Regions from separate parts of the Sus scrofa genome. Here region 1 is linked to region 2. A link is a contact called in public HiChIP or PLAC-seq data. All regions are on one chromosome and are shown on one strand. The core of a region is the stretch at or near the end of the contact, and the rest is flanking DNA. Distances in the headings are between cores, read along the strand shown.

The links. HiChIP or PLAC-seq counts read pairs in DNA pulled down with a chosen protein or histone mark.
Region 1: an H3K27ac HiChIP or PLAC-seq map of skeletal muscle shows a contact between it and region 2. The contact joins the promoter of NAA15 here to the promoter of SETD7 in region 2. A contact is called at or near these places in 2 of 47 Hi-C or Micro-C datasets (heart right ventricle and skeletal muscle) and 2 of 2 datasets of contacts at active chromatin or transcription factors (alveolar macrophages and skeletal muscle).

What each region holds. Positions count from the first base shown.
Region 1 is chr8:87,689,169-87,693,427 of Sscrofa11.1, forward strand. NAA15 (N-alpha-acetyltransferase 15, NatA auxiliary subunit) reads right to left here and starts at 2,145. Exons shown (of 20, transcript XM_003129186.6): 1 at 1,745-2,145. The coding sequence starts at 1,798.
Region 2 is chr8:87,475,569-87,479,742 of Sscrofa11.1, forward strand. It overlaps SETD7 (histone-lysine N-methyltransferase SETD7), which reads left to right and starts at 2,698. Exons shown (of 9, transcript XR_002346776.1): 1 at 2,698-3,034; 2 at 3,859-3,991.

The DNA.
Region 1 (4,259 bases), core at 895-3,394, 210 kb after region 2:
AGTGGTTAACGAATCCGACTAGGAACCATGAGGTTGCGGGTTTGGTCCCTGGTCTTGCTCAGTGGGTTAAGGATCCGGCGTTGCCGTGAGCTGTGGTGTAGGTTGCAAACACGGCTGGGATCCCGCGTTGCTGTCGCTCTGGCATAGGCCGGTGGCTACAGCTCCGATTCGACCCCTAGCCTGGGAACCTCCATGTGCAGTGGGAGCGGCCCTAGAAAAGGCAAAAAGACCAAAAAAAAACACACCCAAAAAACTGCTATCCTAAAACTATGTTACAGCCAAACCCACACACCAATTAGTTCTTTAAAAAGGTTCAAAAGTAAACAAACTGTTCTGATAAAACTGTGCTATAGTCCCACCTATACTCCCATTAGTCTCAAAACCAAAAACTCGCATTAAGGACTTCAAGGTAATTAAGAGTTACATGGTATTGGATTGACTTCCTCATGTTTTCCACACGAATTGACTAAATCTGTAAGCATGTGGATATTTTTGTAAAATCAAAGTTAGTTCAACATGGACTACCTTCCTAGGTCTAGCAAACGTGGATCCCCAGAGTTGTTATACTTTTCAAACAAATGTAATAAATTTAAATTACCAGAGGAAAAAACTAACACTTTCACACACACACTCCAAATCCTAAATCTTAAATTTGGCAAATGCAGTTTCCCTGAAAGCGGCAACCCACATGGTAAATGCCAAACAAAAAAAGTGCTACAATGTATTAACTATAGCATCAAAGTTGTAAGATAAATTTTACAACGTAAACAGTCCTCTAAACATGGCTGCATTTATGGTATTTAATAAATACAAACTACACACATTTGAAATGCAAGTAACTATCTAGCCTGAGCTAGTATCAGAAAGATCCATTCCAGAAGTTCTCTTTGCTGCCTATTTCTTGCATCAGTGTTAATACAGTTCAATCCACAAGAAAACCTGGGTCTAGAACTTCTCAACTAAAAGCTCTTAACTTTTCACTTCCTACTGGACCGCCCCCTCGCAACGCGCCCCACCTCCCTAGGAGGGTGATGGGGTGGGGCTGTTTCCCGCTCGGAAACTAAGAAATAAATGTCTCTTCCCTACTTCAGAAAAGAGGGAATGAGAGAGGCCGAGAAGCTGCAGACTCAAGCAAGCTACTGACTACAAGAAGATAGTCATTTAGAAAGCTCCTTTTCCTCTTCTTAACTCCTTTTTTCCTTCCCTCCTTCCAGGCCGTTCTGTGTCTCCAAGTCGGGCGGGGACAGGTGAATCCCAAGAGGAAAGGAAGAGGGAGGGACGGACGATGGAGGGAGAGTCGCGCTTGGGCAATGAATGAGCTGCGCTGCATCCGCACCACCTGTTCCTTCCAAGGGTGCCACTTCGGCCTGCCAGCATGGTTCCCGCACCACCCGAGCCACCACTCCTGCCTGTGCTGCCCACTTCCCTGCTAAAGACCAGGCCTCTCCTCTCTCCGTTCGGGGAGAATGAAAACCGGCAGTCTAGAAATTAGGAGAACGAGGCCTACTCCGGAACCACGGCCTCCGAAACGTGAGGACGAAAGGAGGAAGACTGTGGTCCCTGGCGCGCGAGCCCAAGTGGGAACCAAAAGAAGGGAACGAAGGAGTGCATTCGGCCTGACTAGGAGTACGAAGGCGGGGTCCCGGGCGGGGGTGGCCTGGTGCCCGGCGGGCCGAGGTTAGAGGTGACAGGCCCGTGTACCGGCTAAATCCTCCACACTGCTTGCCCAGAGCCTCACACTTACCAAGATCCGCTTGAAGAGCGCGTTCTCCTTGGGCGGGAGGCTCACGGCCGGCATCGTTCCGGCTCCTCCCGCTGCTCCCGCCACCGCCCGGCTCGGTCAGTCTGCTTGTCCGACCGCCGCCGCCGTCGTTCCCTGGCTGCTTCAGCCTTGACTGCCCCGATCCACCGCCGCCACCAGGCCTCGGGTCACCGCGTCGCCCAACCTCGACACCCCTTCCCCTCGTAGTCTTTTTTCCTTTCTCACTTAACGCTACCACCGCTTTCCCCCCCCCCTTACGGGTCTCCGTCGGCGGTTCACGTGGTAACTGAACAGACCGACAGAGGCAGCCAAAATGGCGGACGCGGAGGGCTTTCCCACCCGGGTCACACCTCCTAGTACGCAGGCGCGATGACCTCCTTTCCCCACCCCTTGGTCCTGAAGCTTGCTGGGAAACCTGGAGCTGGCGGCTGGCCGGGGCCGGGAGGGTAGCGGCAAGCCCCGCCCACCCTTTCAGGTCCCAGCGTAGGAGGCGCGGGGGAAGCGAGGGGAGAGTAGCCAGCTGCTGTTCCCATCGCCTCCTCATCAAAAATAGCCTTTCTACTCCTCCTTGCTAAATTGGCCTTTCATTCATTGCGTAGAGGCTCCCTGTGCGTATAATCATAGTTTGAGCCTAAAGTGCTAAAATGTCGGTGTCCAAGAAGCGCCGTGTTTCCGGATGAAGTGCCAATTAGGTACCAGAGGCGAAGGAGAAATGAAGGCTTCACCCCAGTGGGTATTTGTAAATAGATATAGAGAAGATGGAGCTTAATGGAGTCTGAAAAGCGTGAAAGAGTTAACCAATTAAATGGGCCTGGCTGGGTATCGGTGATTTACTTTTACTACTTTAAGAGGACCCTGAAAGATAGCCAGACCCTGAAGTGCCATATTTGCACTGCTAAAGAAACATTTGAAGGTTAGAGTGTGTGTTTTTATTTTATCATTGAGTTCATGCAATGCAGTGTTGAGGACTGTATGAGTCACCTTGGGATAGTGAAGCATTCAAGGTCACTGACGCCCTTAGAGCTGGTATCAAGCTAGTGCTTAGCATTGTGACTCCCCTTCATTAGAAATCCTGAAATCTTAGGAAGCTGAAGAGTATCTGGCAAAGATAATAGAGAACTGCTGCAGTAAGCAAGGTCAGACTAGATACCGAATAGAGCCTCTTACAATTTCACTCACAATCAAGGTAAAACTATTTTAAAAATGGCAGTCTATTAATGACTGCAAATCATCACATATGAGCTATTTTTTACCCTTGGTTGTTTGCGATTATCTCTTTCCAGATCATGAATTCTATCAGCCGTAGCATTCTTTGTGTCATGCATCATTAAATAATATACACAATAGTTTTGATCTTTTAATCATATTTACACAAATACTTTACCCTCCTCAGCTTGCTCTTTAATCCTCCGTGGAAGGTGTGAGTTGAGCAACACATTTACCCATGGAAAAATCTGAGACTATTGCTTGGATTTTTGAGTACCCTCTCCTTTTGCCTGGGTCATAAGTAAGGCTTTAGCAGTCAAATCTGGAATTTCCTCAAATTCTCTGATCTCTTTAAAAGTTTCATGAAACAACTGCCTCTGAGTTTTGAAGTATGGTTTTCAGGGTTTTTTTAAACTTTAGCTTTCTAAAAAAATAATAAGACCCAAAACAAATTTAGAATCCATAAAAACGGTTATTTAGTGATAACCTTCAAACTTCACTGCACCTCAACAGATCTTTCAATTATCTGAACTATTAAAATATAGAAATACCGTCTAACTTAAGATAATAATTTTAACTTAGCTACCAACTGGGGTTTCCAAATCTCTAGCTTTATACCCAAAAGCCCCTGTAGCAATATTATTTGCTATGGTTTCCGAAATTTCTCCTGTAAATAATACGCTATTTTCACCTTGGGGGAAGAAAATTTATGTTCTTGAAACAAACAGTAGTTTCCACCAGGAGCTGAGTAACTGAATAGATGAACCAGCAATATGGTTTGGCTACTATGTTCTTTTTGGCTGATAACAAATAAATAGCAGTATTTAACACTCAGTGAATACTAGTCTGATTCAACATTTACGTGAGTCTTGTCCCAGTTAAAGTGCACCTACAGATAGCTGTTGGACACACAGTCAATGATTTAATACTCTGAACTCAGCAATAAAATATCTAGGCTGATAGATCACCGCTATTTGACAAAGAGAGATCCATTTGATGGGTTATGCTTTGAATGAGGGCCATGCAGGGAGTTACATCCAAGGCTAAATGATGATGATGATGATGGTTAGTTCATTCATCCTAGCCCATGTATTTGCATGTTACTATTGTAACAAATTAAACATAAATTAACAAATAACTTTTCCGTAGTTTCCAATTGTGGCTTAGTGGGTTAGGAACCGGACATAGTGTCGGTGAATATGTGGGTTCAATCCGTGGCCTTGCTCAGTGGGTCAATAATCCAGCGTTGCCACCAGCTGCAGCATAGAGGGTGAAGCTCAATCCTCTGTTG
Region 2 (4,174 bases), core at 1,448-3,947:
AGGGAAAAAAAAAATCTCATTAAGGGGTGAGCAATGCCAAAGTGAGACTTGATTATTTAAGAGTTCTTTCATTTGCTTTCGTCTCCCTGCCAATGGTGTAAGCAAAAGATCAAAGCAGAGCTGGCACACCAGCCACAGACCCACCCACCCGGACACCTGGCAAGGCTCTGCCTAGCAGTAGCATGGAGACCCCAAAGGCGCCTGGACCCCTCCAGCCCCTACCAACAGGACAGGAGGAGGGCTCAGTGACAGCCAGACTAATGAATTCCACACGAGTTCCACATCCATGAGGTTTTTGCTGTTTGCCAGTATGTATCGTGGTGAACTGACAGATTTTTTTCCCTTCAATGTAGGAAGATGCCCAGGAAAGTATATTTATTGCAATAGTTATATCGGTTTTGCAAGTAAGCACCAGCCTTCACTGAGGAAAGACATGGGTGGTAAAATGAATAAAATAACTCAGTATTTTGACTGCTTGCTGCAGTGGAAGAGGGACTTAAGTTTCCCAAGCTGAGTGGGAAGAGATTTAACCTTGGATGTGAAGGAAGCAAGGCAGCTTAGAAAAGTCACTCCTTGGTGTGAGCAAGTCCCACCCCATGGCCTGGCTGTTGGATGTCCCGGGTGGGCCGTCCCTTTCCTCGCTGGTGGGGCTTGTTCTGGTGCATCAGGATCTGCTGAGTTAGGAGCTCAGCCATCGCCACCGCCACCCCACAGTATGATTAAGAGCTCGATTGATTTTCTAGCCCATGACCACATCGGTGGGGACAGAGTTCGACAGAGGAGACTGGCGGGAAGCCAAGTGGAAAGAAGGCTTTATGAAATGAGCTCTCAATGAAGAAAACTGTGGGAAAGAATGCGATGGAAGCAGATTTGGGGCCAGTAGATGTGGGAAAGTAGAACTCAAAAAACGCTCTTCAGTCTCGAATGAAAACAAAGCATTTTGCAAACACAGGAAGAGGATCCAGTGTGTGAGAGACTCAGCACTGTTTATATAAAACAGAATATTCCTCTCTACACCATTATCACTGACAAGGTTTAACCTTCCTTTTGCACCATGCACTGTGCTGGGTTCTGGGGCTCTTGAGAAAGATCAGTCAGTCCATCTAGAGAAAGGGATTGAAAACACACACAAAGTGATTTGTAAAAAATGCAAATGGATCTTACGGAAGTCATCAAAACATTTTGCCTAAACTTTGGACCCAGAGCCAGCAGCATGAGTGGTGGGGGAGGGGATTGGGACTGTGCCCTGCTGCTGCCTGTCTCATGTGCAAAACTGAAGAAGGTTCTGGCAGGAAGGCCCTGGTTGCTTTCCACTCCACCCCTTACTAGTCCAGAGGAGGCCTGATGCAGAGATGGGGGCTGTGTGCAGGGTTCCACGTGTTCTCTAGCAGCAAGTGGAAAGTGAGCACATGACAGTTTGGGTGGGCAGGAAAAACTTCATAGCACCAAGCTGGACATCCTCCTCTAAACTTAAAGTTAGGGTAGGACACCCCTGATGAGATCCCTCCCTCCTTCCCTCCACCCACATACCCAACCCACTGTGAACTTGCTGCGACTCTGTGACCCCACCTGTGTATTTCGAGGGGTGATTTCTTCCAAACTACCCTCCCTCTGCTTCAGCCCCTTTTGAGTAAATACATAAATAATGTGTGCTGCCTTTAGCTTTCAGTATCTTTTAAAAAGATAAACTGGAAACTGGAGAAGAAGATGATATCTGGTGTGCTGTGTGCACCAGTATAATATGAAAGAGAGGCGATGATATGCTTAAAAAGGGAAAATAAGAAAAAATGTCATGTAACTCAAAACCAGTGAGTGAGTAAGCTTGGTACATGGTGGGGGGAAAAGAAAGAAAGAAAGAAAGAAAAAGAAAGAAAGAAAGAAAATTCTGTTTCTATGGTTCATGTTTACAAATGATGTAAAATGAAGTGGTTCTTTCATCTTCCACTGCAGAAACCCCTTCTCTGTGTAGCTTTGGAGCCAAGTATCTGCACTGGAAACCTTTAATAAGAAGGTTAAATCTAAGCCAGAAGACTTTTGAAAGGTATTGACTAAGCTGGGGAACCTCTGAGCAGTCTAGCCTAAGCTGGGGGACCTCAGAGTGTTCTAGTCTAGACTGGAGGGTCCTTCTTCCAGTGTCGCAGCACCTCTTAGCTCCTAAGGGAGGAACTCAGGCCAGAAGAGGTGGCCTCCCAGGGTCCCTCTGCAGGTGAGCAATACCAAGACCCAAGTTTCCTAACTCCTGGCACAGGACCCTTCCCTCTCTTTCTGAAACAAAGGGGGTTGAAATTCCTGGCAGAGTATAGGACAAATGTTCCTAACATGATTCTCTTTTTCACAGAGGAAAACAAAACAAAACAAAACCAAAACCAAAACCAAAACAAAAACAAAAACTGAACTTAAGGAGAAACTCACAACACTGGATAAGAATACCTGGCATTTAAGCCCAAAGCCAAAACCAAGGCGTGGTCTCCCGGTACTGGAAGTACTTTGAAATCCCCCAAGTCTCTTTTGCTGTTCAGAAAACAAAATAAACAACTTTCTCTTGCTCCCTTCTATCCCCCCGCCCTCTCCGTGCAGTAGCTGTTCTTGGCGGATGCCCAGAGCGGCACCCGGTAATTCCACGGTACATTGTGTACATTTGCATCCATTTAGCCAGCTATTTACAGCCGCCCTTTATCGCCACCTGTAAGAGGCAACGCCATAATGACACTAAGTGGCGCGGCCGGGAAGCGGGCGCCCTGTGATGTTCTCCACTTCGAGAGCCCGAATCTGTGAAGGGGTTGGCACTCGGAGGAACAGGGAGACGGCTGGGGACATCCCACGTACAGGGCGAGAGGCGCGAGAAGGAGGCGCGCCAGACAGAGGGTCCTTCCCCGGTAGCTCCACTCGGTGGTTCCTTTTCCGTTACCACAACCGCGAGGAGGGACCTGCCGGGCCTTCCGCGCGGCTTGTTTCCTGCCTGGTAAAGAGACCGCTGCCATTTGGATCTGGTGAATTTCTGAATCACCCAGGACGCCTGACGGTCCCGAGGAGGGTGAGGACGCAGCGCACTAGGGTTGGAACCTCATCTGGGCTGGATGTCACCCCCACCCCGTGTCTGGGAAACCTGCTCGCGGATGTGATGCGGCAACGCGGGGGACACCTGCGCTCCCGTGCGTGCCGCACTCGTGCAGCTCCGGGTGGCAAACGAGGGTGAAGTGAGGGCGAGAGCAGAAGGAAGTTAAGGCGCTGGAGCGTCAGGAACGCTGCCTTAGCTTCCCTTGCCCTTTGGAGGCTGTCCAAGGGGCGGGGGATGGGAGTGGGGGTGGTGAGCACTGCCCGCGGACTTCCAAGTGGTCCCCCGCACAGGTGGAGGTCGGGAGTTCTGAGCCCCTGGAGGGCGGGTACCTGGAGGTCCCGAGCGCTCGCGAGGAGCCCACCGAGCCCAGGCCCGGCGTGGCGCGGTCGGAACGCACCAGGCAGCTCAGAAGCAAAAGATAAACCCTTCTGGGCCCGGGGGCTGATGGGCTGGGGCACGGAGTCAGCGCGGACTCGGAGCGCCTTTCGTTTTAAGAAGCCTTACTTCTGGGAAGGGACAGGGAACTGTCAATCAACGAGGGAGGGAGCGCACCGGCGCTGGGTGATGTCAGCGGATCAGCTGCTCGATAACAAAGAGGGGGTATTACAGGAGAAAGTTGCAGCGGCGGCGGCGGCCACGGCGGCACCCCGAGCCTCGGAGGCAAGGGGCAAGTGGGCGAAGGGAGGAGGGACGGCTGCTGCCGGAGCAGCTTAAGGCCAAGGAATTGAAAGGGCTGTAGGGGGAGGCAGTGCGAGCCAGCCCCGACTGCTCCTCCTCTTCCTCCTCCTCTAAACTCGCAGGGTTCAGCCCCAGCGCTCGCTCAGCCGCCGGGAGCACCCGGAGGGACGGGAGGCAGCGGCGCGGCCCCGAGCTGGGCAGGGTCCCCAGCCGCCATGGATAGCGACGACGAGATGGTGGAGGAGGCGGTGGAAGGTACAAGCGTTTCTCTGGGGCCGGGGGAGGAGGCGCCGAGGGCACGGAACGCGGAAGGAGTGGCGGGCTGCGACCCGCGCGGCGCAGGGCCCCGAGGCCGCCACTGTCCCCTCCGCGGGTGGCCCGCTGCCCGGCTCGAGCAGGGGCCGGACAGCCACGGCCACGCGGGCCGGAGCGCGCACT